Regions from separate parts of the Sus scrofa genome. Here region 1 is linked to region 2. The links are chromatin contacts, called in public HiChIP or PLAC-seq maps. All regions are on one chromosome and are shown on one strand. Each heading gives the region's core, a stretch centred on a gene start, on an enhancer-like site or on the middle of the called end of the contact. The rest is flanking DNA. Distances are from core to core; before and after follow the strand shown. Region 1 overlaps LOC106505851 (a long non-coding RNA gene). Region 2 has its middle 66 kb from the start of CLIC6.

What was found. HiChIP or PLAC-seq counts read pairs in DNA pulled down with a chosen protein or histone mark.
Region 1: a contact with region 2 is called in an H3K27ac HiChIP or PLAC-seq map of alveolar macrophages. The contact joins two enhancer-like sites. A contact is called at or near these places in 2 of 2 datasets of contacts at active chromatin or transcription factors (alveolar macrophages and skeletal muscle).

What each region holds. Positions count from the first base shown.
Region 1 is chr13:198,833,288-198,835,987 of Sscrofa11.1, reverse strand. All of the region lies in intron 1 of LOC106505851 (a long non-coding RNA gene), which reads right to left. Among named protein-coding and RNA genes, the nearest start is that of RUNX1, 200 kb to the right of the region's middle. Within about 2 kb of position 1,342, at least 19 of the 83 cell types and tissues checked have an H3K27ac peak or open chromatin away from gene starts, as enhancers often do. A contact at or near this core is called in alveolar macrophages, where this site is marked.
Region 2 is chr13:198,315,281-198,317,980 of Sscrofa11.1, reverse strand. No RefSeq gene overlaps it. Among named protein-coding and RNA genes, the nearest start is that of CLIC6, 66 kb to the right of the region's middle. Within about 2 kb of position 1,345, at least 1 of the 83 cell types and tissues checked has an H3K27ac peak or open chromatin away from gene starts, as enhancers often do. A contact at or near this core is called in alveolar macrophages, where this site is marked.

The DNA of each region.
Region 1 (2,700 bases), core at 93-2,592, 520 kb before region 2:
TAATGTGAGAAAAAGGAATGGCTAGTCACTTATGATGGAGCATGATAATGTGAGAAAAAGGAATGTATATGTGTATATGTGACTGGGTCACCTTGCTGGACAGAAGAAAATTTAAAAAACCCTGTAAACCAGGTATAATGGAAAAAAAATAAAAATCATTAAATAAAAAAATAAAGTTATCAAAATGCTAAAAAAAAAAAATGAAAGCACCCTTTTAACCCTATTAATCAATTTTATAACTCTTAGTAAGTCCCGGAGACCTGACTGATGTTTGTTCACTTCCCACAAAATAGTAGATAAATGTCCACAAGAGAACAAGTATTCTGTCACTTCCTCAGTGTCTCTGGTAATATAAGAGTTTTTAAAAAATGTTCATGTGTGTTTGCACACACAACAATGCACATATAAATCAAAGACGTCCCCTGAAATAAAATGCTGAGGTCATGTGAGCATATTTCAGCCTTTAACTTAGACACTTAGGCTGCATGCCCAGCTATGACAGAGTCCATGTTTATAAAGTTAATTTAATTTCAGTTGTTAGTATCAGTTACCATCATCCCAGATTTAAAACCACCAGCCCAGAGACTTGCTCTGAGTTCTTGCAGCCCCTGGTAGCTCTACCAGGCATCTGGCACTTTTACGCAAACTCCCTCATATTGTTCCTGGACCATCTATTTCAACAGGCCTTTTCTCTTCATTTTATTACAAATTCTTGAATCCAAGGATCATGTCTGATATTTCTCAGAATCCTCGTTAATGTCTAGTCCAGAAGCCTGTTCTAGCAAATGCTCCAAAAAAAGTTGTTGATTGATTCAAAATGGATTTTCAATTTTATGAAAAATATTTTTAGAGTAAAGGAAATATTCACTTTTGCGTTTGGAAAATAAGATGAATATGGCTAAAAAAAAAGTGGAAATGGGGTGACATGTTATGGGTTGCAAATTTCCACATCAACGCATAACTTCAATATAAAATCCCAACCCAACTTCATGAATAAAATAATGAGACAAAATAGGGAGATGTGACAAACTGAGTTTAGTATTCTCACTTCTTCAAAAAGTTTTTCCACCATAATCAATGGAAAAAAACAGAGTTGTCAGTCTTTTTTGAGAGGAGGAGGCATGTGTGTTTTCTCTCTCCCCCCTCCCCTCCTCCCTCCTTCCCTCTTGTCCCTTCTGAAACTGAGTCAGACCAGCCATATTTCCAGTTAGAAGTTGGCACTGGAGCCCAGCAGCTGTTCAGAAATGTCCAAGTGGACAGCAAATGGCGTTGATGGAGTTAACGGCAGTGACTCACTTGGGACATTCACAGCAGGTCAGCTGAAACCATCCCTTGCTGTGAAGAGAATTCAGTCCCATTGGGCAAAAGCCCAAGAAAATGAGCTGAGGATGATAACAGCATAGTGCCTCTCAGTTGCCACTGGTTGCTTTTCTGTTCTCAGTTTTCACAATTTTTTTAGAGATGGATTTTTTTTTTTTTCTAACGCAATCAAGAACAGTGATGGGAAGAACAGGCTGAGCAGCTGTTGACTTTTTGAAATCACAGAGGGGAGGTTTGGTATCTGGAAATGCTCAACACAACTTGCCTTGCAAGCTTTGACGATGACTTTCACATATAAAATTATGGGTCAGAAGCAGGAAGCTGAGGACTCTTTATGCCAGTAAATCTAGCTTTGGCCAATGTAAGATTTAGGGGATTTCAGAAAGAGTTCATTCATGTAGAAACACTTTTCTACAAAATATTATGATAGTTTTAAATGTACTGAACTGAGCAACAATAAAAACAAACCAAAAAACATACGAGAAATCAGGCATGTTCATATTTTGTGAGCTTATACTTTTTCCTTAACACAGGAGGAAATATATAAAAATATGTTAAAGCTCTTGGGTGTTTTTGCATTATAAAATATGGCATGATTACCTATAATGGAAAATAACCTGAAAAAGAACATATATATTTATTTTAATATATTTATATCTATCTATATACCTGAATCATTTTGCTGTACACTTGAAACTAACACAACCTTGTAAATTAACTGTATTTCAATAAAAACTACAAAAATGATATGAAAGAATAATAAAGACATATTTAGAGAAAAAAAACCATGATCACTTGAAATATCACAATCTTTACACAAGACCTATTTCTATTTTTGTTTTTTTCCAAATTATTTTCTAAAAACTCTATTAAGACAGATATCTTAGATTTGTTCTTTACAGGTAGAAATTTAACAAATGAGGAATAATAATTCCTGATATTAAGGGTCACTAGACATAAAGTTCATTTCCCTAAAATTCTGGCATGAGATCATAGTTTCCACATTTAGATGAGAGCTTGCTTCCATTGCACTTATTTGGTAGAAAAATCTGATTTGGCTATTTGAATGCACTATTATGAAGTTCCTCTTTGTGACTGAACCCCAAAGCTGATTCTGATAGTTTCAGACCAGGCTGAAAACAGAATTAAAAAATGAATTAATTTTCTTTCCTGAGAATAAAATATTTTCACTGAGTAGACTTCAGTAAAATAAATGACAATCAAATGGTATAGCTTGGTAGGTACTTTAATGGATTAAACAATTTTAAAGTGAATAGTTTGAAATGAATTCAGCAGTTTTTTTCAGCTAAGGTCCTTTGAGAATACATATTCTAAGTTCAAAGGAGAATAATTGTTCTTTCTGTATTTTTAGAGAGGACT
Region 2 (2,700 bases), core at 96-2,595:
ATGAAAATTCTTTCCTCAATGAGCAAACCATGATTCAGCAAAATTAAATGGCTTGCCTAAGGCCAGATAGCTCTTTGCCAAGTCCAGTTAAAGAGGGCAGAGGGGCTAGCAGAGAAAGAAACTATTGAGGATATGCTGATGGGGAGTGAAAAAGGTAGACAGGAGGCTGGTCTTCAAGAAACATCAAGGAGTTCCCACTGAGGCTCAGCAGGTTAAGGCCCTGACATAGTATCTGTGAGGATGTGGGTTTGGTCCCTGGCCTCCCTTGGTGAGTTAAGAATCCAGCATTGCCACAACCGGCAGAGTAGTTTGCCGATTGGGCTCAGATCTGGCATTGCTGTGGCTGTAGAGTAGGCCTGCAGGTGCAGCTCCAAGTTGCATTTCTAAAAAGGAGGACATAGAGTTCCCGTCGTGGCGCAGCGGTTAATGAATCTGACTAGGAACCATGAGGTTGCAGGTTCGATCCCTGGCCTTGCTCAATGGGTTAAGGATCCGGCGTTGCCGTGAGCTGTGGGGCAGGTCACAGACGCAGCTCGGATCTGGCTACTGTGGTTCTGGCGTAGGCCGGCAGCTACAGCTCCAATTAGACCTCTAGCCTGGGAGCCTCCATATGCTGCGGGAGCAGCTCAAGAAAAGGCAAAATGACAAAAAATTAAAAAATAAAAAATAAAAAAGGAGAATACGCTGTCCTTGGATAATCTTTCTATTATCTTAAAAGTTCATCAAAAACAGTAAATCCTGGGGCCCACTGCTTATGATCATGATTGTCCAAATTAATCCAAAGCTTCTTGCATTGACTCCTGGGGCAACTTACCCTGCCAAAGAAGACCAGCACTGACCAGGGCACTGAGGGTCATCTCTGCAGGGTGACAGCAGTCCCTGCGACAAGATTCTCCTGAAATTGCCTTATTGAGCCCTCTGTTTACTGAATCTCTCCTGGCCTCTGTGTTGCATTTCTGTTTTCTCCTCCACAAAGGATATATTGTTCTCTCCTAACATCCCTCGAGTAAAAACCCCAGGGTTGAGTAACCTTGCTGCTCCCACCCCTTCTAACCCCGCACCCCACTTCCTTGATTCTCATCCCCTTCAACTTCCCTCCCATGTCGTCCCTTAGGAAGATGTGCATTGGAAATCCACCTCTGTGTGACCTTGCCAGGCACACGGGACCGACGGTGGCCCCAAAGTCCTCAGACTGAAGAGGGGGAGGGCAATGCAGGGGGGTTAGGGATTGCCTTCCTCCTGACAGTACTTGTTCCACAAAACTGAGCTTCAGGCTCTGGGCTCTAGATCCAAACTTCCTTTTTTAATTGTTAGCGTGTGAGAAGACCAGGACCAGCCAGCCTCCCACGGAGCAAACTAGGGTATCAAAGCACTTCCTATGGGAGTTCCCTTCATGGCTCAGGGGAAACGAACCCCTCTAGTATCCAAGAGGACACGGGTTCAATTCCTGGCCTCACTCAGTGGGTTAAGGATCCAGCGTTGCCATAAACTATGGTGTAGGTCACAGATGCAGCTGGGATCCCGCATGACTGTGGCTGTGGCTGCGGCTGTGGCTGTGTTGTAGGCTGGCAGCTATAGCTCCAATTTGACCCCGAACCTGGGAACTTCCACATGCCCTGGGTTCGGCCCTAAAAAGACAAATAGAAAAAAATCACTTCCTGTGATCTCTACTGTCACTCACCCCGAAACAACCAGGCAAACACCACAGGGCTTCTGTGGCAGTCTTCCAGGTGCTAAAGACCCTTGCCTTGGTGTGTGAAGCTGGTGGCCCTGCAAGGTCACACTTCAAAGGTGACCTGTGAGTGCCATTGTATTTCAAAGACATCTCCTCTTTAAAAGTGGAAATGGATCTTCAGCCTTCTCAGAAATCCCAAGTAGAAAGTCTTTTATAGAAAAGTAGCAGCATTAAAACCGAGGGTAACTTCGATAGGTGATCTAACCTACTCTCCACTGCCAGACAGTGGGCCACCCTAAGATGCTTCTGCAAGAGGAGACACTTCTTTGCCAAGATCTACCTGGGGGCATTTCCCGTTGTGGTTCATTGGAAATGAATCTGACTAGTGTCCATGAGGACACAGGTTAGATTACTGTCCTCGCTCAGTGGGTTAAGGATCTGGCATTGCTGTGAGCTGCTGGTGTAAGTTACAGACACAGCTCGGATCTGGCATTGCTGTGGCTGTGGCGTCGGCCAGTGGCGACAGCTCCAATTGGATCTCTAGCCTGGGAACCTCCATATGCCAGGGTTGTGGCCCTAAAAAGACAAAAAGACAAAAAAAAAAAAAAAATAGATCCACCTTGGGGAGATGTTACACCCCTTCCACTGCAGCCACCCCCATTTCTAGGGATTACTACTTTCCAGAAGCCTTTTCCAGAGTGAAGCAAATCCCTTCCACGCTCAGGGAGCATTTGCGGGGTCTGGTCCTGGACACAAGGCGGGAACCAGCTCCTCCCTTCAGACCACATTCTCAGGGAAGCCTAGAGATCTCAGACAATGTGCTTATTAATAAAGATAGAAATCATTTCATCTGTGAAGGCATCTTGTGGTTGAAACTGTATATTCATTTCTTTCCAAGGAAACTGCTTTTATCTCACTCAACATAAGTGAATCAGAGAGCTGCCGAGAACAAAATCAGCATGCCTTGATTGTATTTCTCTTTCTCCCCCAAACAAAATTGTTTTATTTCCATGAAAACACCGGAA